2 separate regions of the Mus musculus genome follow, and region 2 is linked to region 1. Evidence: chromatin contacts called from public HiChIP or PLAC-seq data. All regions are on one chromosome and are shown on one strand. Each heading gives the region's core, a stretch centred on a gene start, on an enhancer-like site or on the middle of the called end of the contact. The rest is flanking DNA. Distances are from core to core; before and after follow the strand shown. Region 1 overlaps Gm46545 (predicted gene, 46545). Region 2 overlaps Lpp (LIM domain containing preferred translocation partner in lipoma).

Region 1 (4,437 bases), core at 828-3,327:
TTCTAAAGAAGGATTTGTAAATGGTACCTCAGGACTGTGAGGACAGAAGCCAGATGGAGAGCGTCTGATCTCCAGTGAGTACCACTACTCAGTACCCCTTGTTACTCGGTGCTCCCATACTCTGGCTGGGTCCTGCCTAATACTGACCCCTTCCTGACGGACTGAGATATGCTTCCCTAGTACGCCTTCTGCACACACCCTGCTTTTCCCTTTGTAGAAGTCAGGTCTGGTTCTTCTTCTCAGTCTCGTGCTGTCAGAAAGAAGACTCAGGCTCAACATATATTTACAAATGCCTTGGCCATACAGCTAGGCTCTTCTCTGACTCGATCATAACTTAGATTAAACCCATTTATCCTAATCTACATTCTGCCATGTGACTGGTTACCTGTGCTCAGGTACCACACATCGATCTCCTCACATTTTCCCTGGTGAATTTCCTGTGCCTGGCACTATCCCAAAATCCTTTCTGCTTTTTGGATGTCCCACCTCCAACTTTCTGACTCCGCTATAGGGCATCAGTTATACTATTGACAGGTGTCACATCCATACAGACACAAGATATTTTCTCTACACCCCTCATAGTCTAGTGACTTGATTCTTCTTTTCTTTTTCCTTTTTCTTTTTCTTTTTCCTCTTTTTTCTTTTTTCTTTTCTTTCCTTTCTTTTCCTTCCCTTTCCTTCCCTTTTCTTTCCATCCCTTCCCTTTTCTTTTCTTTCCCTTTTCTGTCAGAGTGAAGCCCCTGAATGTAAGAAGAAATCTTTCACCAACCAGCCAGCACTTCAAAGGTGTCAACCAGAGTACGTTGGACAATGAGCTAAAACAATGAAATTAGAGTGAAAGTATGGATCAGGGAGATCTATAGACGCACACTGAAATCCTAAGGGTAGGCTACCTCTTCCATGGTCAGTACAGGATGGCTGAGTGCCAGCTCTAAGTCATGCATGTCACCCTGTAGGAGTGGATAAAGCCATTAGCGAGCCTGGGTGGGGATAGCTTTCTTTGCTCGGGTTGTGTTGCAGTACAGGAGGGTTGAACCCAATGAGCAAGTAGGGGTGAGGGAGGAGAGGCAATGAGAAAGTGTGATTTTTATTTGTTTACCTCTCACCTGTCGGGGCACCTTGGGCCATGGATGAAATGAATTAGGCTTTAAAAAAACCAAACCAAACCAAAAAAATGAACCAGTCACTCTTCAACATGGTCCGCAGAGCAGCAGCAATGGAATTCCATACCAGAGCAACAGAAATATAGAAGTGGATTGACAGTCGGAATCAGCAACTTCAGAGGGGGCCCAAGCAATCACCTATTCTATCTGGTCCTCATGTTCTGAGGCACGGTCAAGTTTGAGAACCACAGGGCTATCTATACACAGGGACTTTTAAAGTCCTTTCCTTTTGTTTGTAGTTGCAATGGTCTATATTTCTTCTATTGATGTCTTAGTCCTTTTGCTGATGAAGGAGCAGATACTCACCCTCACTCATTCCATTTATATGTTCTACCCAGCAAAGTCCTTGTCCTCTAAGACCTCAAGAACATCCACAGTTTAGGACCCTGGGGTGTCCCTGGACATGTGCTCTAGTGGTGGATCCTTTGAGAAGACATCCTATGTTGGCATTCTGATCCAGGGCCTAGCAGGCCCAAGGCAGGGTTTATGTCAGAGGCCTCAGGGAGGGTGAGGCTGAGGTCCAAAGAGGCCTGGTGAGGAGGGAGGCTGAGGTTCAGGGGTGTGACAGTGTAATCCCCTTACCCAGTGTCCCATCCTGGGGATGTGAAGAAAAGCTGTCCTGTGTTCTAAGAGGCTGGTTGCAGCCTCAATTCATTTTCACATTGGCTGCCTTTGGGGCCAATATGCCTCCACCCTGAATTTTCTATCCCTTTCAATGGGGCTCAGCAAATCATATGAAAAAGTCAAGAGGCTGTTTAAGAAGCACTCATCTGGACCCACAGACACACACACACACACACACTCTCTCTCTCTCTCTCTCTCTCTCTCTCTCTGCCCCTCCTCCAATGCCATGATGATTCACTTCACATCTCTTCTCCTGTCATTTTATGGAGTCATGATGATGGTGAGGATGAGCTTTAGGGGATAGAGTGGGTGTGGGGAACTCCGTGGTTAGAGGACCTCGCAGTGGGGACACCCTGTTGCAGAAGCAGAACTCAAATGGTTTGGGTAATTATCTGTATGATAGATGAAATCCAAAGAGCACAGAACCAAAGAAAGACAAACACCCATTCCCTGATGCCCACCCCACCCCACCCCCAGCAGCCAGGCACCCACTCTTTTACCCCAAAGCAGAGATCATACCAAGAGCAGAAAGAGGCAGGGTGGAGAAGCAGAAGGGCAGTTCTGGGCCCTGGAGCTTGTGACAGTGGCTACCTTCCTAACCATCCCAGCAGATGTCCCTCTAGCAGACAGGCAGAAGGAAGTCTCTGTGGTCTGGGGCCCCACCCTGGATAGTTCTGTAATGGTGCCATTCTCAGAAGAGGAAGTGCAATGCCATGGGTAGGCACCGAGGTCTTTCTCCCAAGGGACACTCTACTTCTTGGTCCAGGTGATATTGAATGATATCCGTGGCTATTCCATCTCTTTGTGTCTTGCTCTCTGAAAGTAGAGAATGTTAGCCATGCCAGCACAAGCCCCTTGCCTAGGCACGTGAGAAAGCACAGTGGATAGGGCTGTTTATATTGGCACTTCTCCTTTATCTAACGTTGCCAGCTATAGGAGTTTCACGTGCAGTATCTCATCGGTGCCCTCTGTCAAGCCTGGCCATACATTCTTAGCCTTGTAAGGAAAACAAGATGGAGAGAGGTTGGTTTCCAGTGTCACACAGCAAGTCTAGAGTGGCTTAGGGGTTTTGAGTAGAGACTTGTCATTTCAGCACAACATTCTGCTCTCTCACCCATGAAAATTCAAGGCCTTTTCAAGAAAATGCTATCCCCTGGTTGTGCCATCATTGCCTCATGCCTCTGACTCTCCAGATGCTTGCAATTCTCACAAACAATATTCTGTTTCCCTCGTTTCTGGAATCCAGCCTCTCGACACGCGGGCAGATTTGGCTGTGACCTCTACTCTATTTTCTTCAGAGTCCAGACAGAATTCCTTAAGAGTCCACAAGGACTTATTGCATTTACTAGTTCTCAATGAGGTCAAAGGGAAACATTGGTCCTGTGGGTTCTCCGGAGCATGACTCTGACCTCTATAGCAGCTTGGGCCTTGAGATGGTGAGACTTCATAAGAGAAGGCAGACTCCTAAGACATTCCGGGTTGGGGGCTCTTCCCAGTGGGTGCCATTGTTCCCCATGGTTGGGAATCACAGTGTGGGCTCAGGCCCCCTCTGCTCTGGAGCTGGGCACCTTCCCCACTTGCTCTCTTGGTGGCCAGTCCCACACCTGTTTCTTAATTCTCTTCTCACCACACTTCTGAAATAAAGATGGTTAACAGCTGTCTATAAAATGCTTTCTGACCAGGCATCAGGCATTGTACCAGAGCCAAGTACTGTGGAACAAATGAGCTCTGCCCAGACTCACCTCCCAAGGCATTCAAGTGTGGGAGAAACCCAAAATGCCGTGGCTGGAGAGGGTATTTTAGCAGTTGACACACCAAACAATCTACTCAGCCTCATTCACCCTGAGGCCTCGGACACAAGCCCCGCCTCAGGCCTGCTGGGCCACTGGACCAGGATGCTAACATAGGATGTCTTCTCAAGTTGGGATGGCCTATATGACTCTACATCTAATGACATCTCCTAATAGCATCTGACTCCTCTTCCAGAAGGCAACCCAGTTCTTCCCAGTACACCACTGTCAGGAAGTTCTGTCCTGCAACAACTGGGGAATTGTCCATTTTCCATCTTCTCCACCCTTCACTACTTTGTCCTCTGAAAGAATCCCCAAGGTAGTCTGCCTTTCCTCTCCATTTCTGGCAGTAGACAGAAGGCAGAGCCTTCATGTCCTCTCTTTCTAGGGAGACTGAGGTTGCCCTCTGCAGTGAGCATAAAAAAGAGGCACAAGACACTGAGTTTCACCTTCATCTCATCCATCTCTATTGATTTTATTGATTTGATAATGAGCTTTCTCCATGTCCTCACATATGTGTGTCCTGGAGGTGCCTGCCAGCTTACTGCTGGAATACTGTGTTCTGGGCTCCATGGAAAAATCACAAAGTCAATAACAAATGGAAAGGGAAGAAGGGAGGGAGGGAGGGAGGGAGGGAGGGAGGGAGAGAGGGAGGAAGGAAAGAAGGAAGGGAGGAAGGAAGGAAGGAAGGAAGGAAGGAAGGAAGGAAGGAAGGATGAGCTGATTAGAGGGTGAGAGCTCCTGTGAGGAGGTGGAGAAGAAAGACGATCCCTCTCTACTGCACTCCTGTGGCCCCTAGAAAGGGTATCCATCACAGACAGACCAGGTGTCTGTGTGGTCCTCTAGGGACTGCATCCCTG
Region 2 (4,437 bases), core at 680-3,179, 810 kb after region 1:
GTGCTTCATACAACTGCCTGTAACAACCCTCTTCCGGTCTCCTCAGGCACCAGGCACGCATTGTGCACAGACATACGTGTATACAAAACACCTGTGCACATAAAAATAAACTAAGAATAAATAAAATGTGAACAATGACCATATCAGGAAACATGCTCATGTGGAAGAGTGAAGAGTCTCACTTGTTACAGGGTCCCATAATGACTTCTGAGAGTGAGAGAACGGTCCTCTCCCAAGATTGCCCCGATTGGTTATCCAGCACAAAGCAGTCAGCCCTGGATCCACATACATCTGAACAAAATGGATAGAAGGTGGTGTGTGTGTGTGTGTGTGTGTGTGTGTGTGTGTGTGTGTGTGTAACAATAATAGAGAAAAGGAGGATATCAATTTGAGTGGTAGGCATGAGGGAGAACTGGAGACAGGAAAGGGATACAGGAAGTGGGATAATTATATTTTAATTAAAACATAAAAATTATTTAACAATTATTTTTAAGTTAAAAAGAAAACAGGCTGAGCAAGCTATGGGGAGTAAGCCGCTAAGCTGCATTCCTCCATGGCCTGAGTTTCAGCTTAAAAGCAAAAACAGAAGAATAATGGAAGGAATGTCTTGTCAGGACCACCAGCCCAGGGATGGCACACTACCCATAGTGGGCGGTAACCTCCTACATCAATCATTAAGGAAATGTTCCATGGACTCACCTATAGCGTGATCTTATGAGGGAATTTTCTCAGTCGAGGTTTCCTCCTCTCAGATGACTATACCATGTGTCAAGTTGGCATACAACTAGCCAGCAAAAAAGCAAAGGACTAACAAGAGAGGAAAAGGACCACAAAGGGAAGGATAGCAGAGTTTGAGGTACTGACTATGTCCTTATAGACTTGCTTGAATATGTCTTTTGCATACAGTTATTACTAGGAAGATGTTTTAAAATAACTTTTGTGAGCAAATACAAACAGCAAGCAGGCTTGAAAATACCTCTGGAAGCTCATATCCTGTACTTGCTTAGCCTATTGGTTTTCCTAGACTGCCTGTCTCTCCTTACATCTCGCCTATCATGCATTTGGAATTCAGTCTGGCTATTCAGGCTTAGCTCAACTATTAAGACATCCATAAGGCATTTAAATTTATAGTACTAGCATGACAACCACAGGTTTCAGTACATTGAGGAAGCCCTTGTAGTGTCCCAAGATAAAGGAGACCTGATTTATATACTTGGTTTCACCAACATTAAGGACATTGTTACATGTGGAAAAGAGAAGATAGGTACACAGGATCCCAGGCTGGCCACAGACAGTAGTAACATATGAAATCTTTTGGTATGTGTATCAGCTTTCCGGACCTCTGCTCCTGGAATATTTGATTTGCTAAGCATCCATTGCTTAGAAGCTCTGCATGCCGGCCCTGTGCCAGAGCTCCTTGCTTCCTGCTGCCTAGTCAACTGTGCTTCCTTCATGCCCTGGTGCCTAGAGGCCTGCCGACATTCCTCTGGCCTTTCCTGTTTAAGGCACTGAGGATTTTGTCTAAGTGACAGGCTGTGGTATGCTTTTACTAATGTGTTGTCTGAGTCCCTCTCAAAGCAAAGATACCCTCTGCCTGAGTTGCTTGCTCTGCATTCTGAATGCTCTCCTGAGGAATAGTTTATATATTCTTGTTAATGTAAAGGGGGAACATTTGGGCGCCTTGTTTTCTGTTGCTGGTTTGTAGACCTATTTTTAACTTTTGTTCTTTGCTGTTTTTTCCCCCTATGATTGTGAATTGGAAGGTGTCAGACTGGCTGCCCTTGAGGCTGGTGTCCCTAATTTATCCCAAGAATAGGAAGAATTTAAAGGAGGTAACAAAACTGGTCAGGCCCAGGTCCGGGTCCAGCACATTAGCCCAACCTACTCTGGAAGAATATTCTCCAGACGTAAAGAGAGACTTGTTTCTGAGAATGTAGGCCATCTGCTTCTGTGGCGAGCACACAGATGCTCGTTGAGGCCAGTGGTTTGCATCCAGTAAGCCACAGATGTTCATCCTTTCTTTGGCGGTGGGGGTGGGGCAGAAAGCAGCATTTTTCTGCCTCCCCCCTCTACCTGTCAAAATTGCATTCTCAATTGCCTTTCCTGGGAAAACTCTTGCAGAGGTGTTTTAGATGTGACTTCCCTTGCATATTTCGGTAGCACTTTTCTCTGCAGTGTGCCACACATGGTGCCTTAGACTGTTGAACCCGGGAAATTCCTCAGTCATGGTAAGAAGCGCTAGTGGTGACTAGTCCACTTCTTCTTGTCACACAAAAGCACACTGAAGTACTGGACAACGAGCTGACGTGAAGGAGATTGAAAACGAAATATTTTTCTTTCTGGAGCAGGCTTTCACTGTAGGCTGGTGATCAAAGATGTCCCATACCTGGGATAGCTGTCTAACTCTCCAGATGCCTTATAGGCTCAGGATATACATTCTTGTGCTGCACTTTGAACCAGAATAAGACAGCTGCTACTGCTGCCTAGCCAGCCACTGTGCCCCTCTCATGACCCCATCCTTATTTTGCCAAAGTATGTTTCTTAGATCCCTTGTGCTGCTTGACATCCTGTTAAGTGGTCCTTTCTGACTTAAACAAAACAAAAGGGAAAGTTAATATAGAAGAATAAGTGTGTTGACTTATATTGAATTTATAATATAAAAATCTACTTCTCATTCGAATCCAGTGGACTTGTAATAATGTTCACATGCTTTAATCTATTTTCCGCAACCCTCAGTGTGTTTTCTACAGTGAAATGCCATTTGTTGGCATAAAATTCTCAGAGGTATGGCATCATTTTTCAAACAGAGTATGCTTCATTTGATAGTAAGCCAGTAAAGTTTGGAGATGTGGTTTTGTTTTCAGCCTAATTACGAAAAGAGTGACAAATGAAAAAATTAATTTTCTTATTCTAACCAAAAAAGTATATGAATTTAAAGCATTTCTAACTATATGTCTAATGATAAAACAACTATAAACTATATTACAAATATCACAATTGTATTAAACATCAAGAAGATAGCCTGAAATTTCACATTAATATAGTTGTAGCAGACACAGTCCATTTTTTAAGACTTAAACTTCTTTTTCTCAGTGTTTCAAATTAGTTTGTTTGTTTTTTAAGATATGCTCCAATCCTGCAAAAGAATACAAAGGAATATTTACAGGACCACATGCAATCTGAGAGAAATATATTTACCTCTTCTCACTCATTGAAACATTTACCCCTCCCAGTTTTGAGTGTGAAGTGGCTGTCAGTCCAATGTGACGGGGTGCTGAAAGCCTTCTTCAATGAGAAGTCATTCCATAATGCCCCATATACCAGATCTGCACTGATGAACAGGCAGTGCAGCTGTGGGGCTGGAATAGATACTTTATCCAAGGATGTTTAGGCATGAAGTTAGTTAGATATTTTCTGCAACTTACTTTCCTCTTCTTTAGAGTAAGAATAATGGTAGTATGCCCATGTAAGGGTACCATGAATTAGAAAGGAGTTAATACAAGAGCCTCAAAAAATGTTGGCAATTCATGAAGCTAGGTCTATGACCTGCAAAAGGCTGCAGGTCCTTGTTGATATTCCTAGTTGCCTATGGTTATCTAGTAGGATCTTGTTTCTGCCTAGTAGACATGAACTATAAGGAGTCAAGGTGACTATGGCCCTTACGATCCCAGGGTATTGGGTTACAGAAGCTGCCACTCAGAGTAATACACACCCTGTCCCATTATTTACTTTCTTTCCTTCTGGTCCTGTAGTTTGAACACATGATCCTAGTATATATTAAGCAAATGCTCTATCACTGAGCTATACCTAATCCTAAAATTTTATGCTAGATTATAGTCTGTTACTGTTTAAATGTTAATATGTTCTTTAAAATCTAATCTGATACACACACACACACACACACACACACACACACACACTGTAGCTTTATAGAACAGACAGTGAGAAGCAGGTTCTTAAGGAACTCCCAACCATACAGTATATGGTGCCATTAAGTGATGTAGATATGTTCAAACTAAGTGCAGACTCAGAGGCAGTGCTGACTGGACTCTAGTCTCTTATATGATGTCAAGTGTGTGGAATGAGACTTGGCTTCAAGATCACCAGAAATCAGAACTAGAACCATGGGGAACGGTCAGGGTGGAGTTGCAGTAGTGGCTCCATGGAGAACAAAATGGTCTAGCAGCCTCAGTGCTCTGGAAACAGCTGACCTTCCCATCAGTGAGGGCCAGCTACAGAAGAGTCTGAATTTAGATATGAAGTCTGAATGTAGACAAGATACACACACACTAACTGATGTACTGACTCTTCCAGGGACGGAGGCTTTCCTGAATTGTTCTGTTCAGTAGATTGTGCTTTTCAACCCCAGTATCCTGAATCCTGCTCCTACCTGTATATGATTAGAGACAGTGCCCAGGCCCCTTCATCAAGCATATG

The links. HiChIP or PLAC-seq counts read pairs in DNA pulled down with a chosen protein or histone mark.
Region 2: an H3K27ac HiChIP or PLAC-seq map of large pre-B cells shows a contact between it and region 1, with 6 times the contacts expected there. The contact joins two enhancer-like sites. A contact is called at or near these places in 3 of 484 Hi-C or Micro-C datasets (bone marrow-derived macrophages and liver), 1 of 115 datasets of contacts at active chromatin or transcription factors (large pre-B cells) and 1 of 9 other capture datasets (embryonic stem cells).

The regions. Positions count from the first base shown.
Region 1 is chr16:24,074,219-24,078,655 of GRCm38.p6, forward strand. Gm46545 (predicted gene, 46545) reads right to left here. Exons shown (of 2, transcript NR_155457.1): 2 at 2,257-3,421. Among named protein-coding and RNA genes, the nearest start is that of Gm46545, 6.3 kb to the right of the region's middle. Within about 2 kb of position 2,078, at least 31 of the 459 cell types and tissues checked have an H3K27ac peak or open chromatin away from gene starts, as enhancers often do.
Region 2 is chr16:24,885,127-24,889,563 of GRCm38.p6, forward strand. The region is part of intron 9 of Lpp (LIM domain containing preferred translocation partner in lipoma); the gene reads left to right. Among named protein-coding and RNA genes, the nearest start is that of Gm22672, 3.2 kb to the left of the region's middle. Within about 2 kb of position 1,930, at least 19 of the 459 cell types and tissues checked have an H3K27ac peak or open chromatin away from gene starts, as enhancers often do.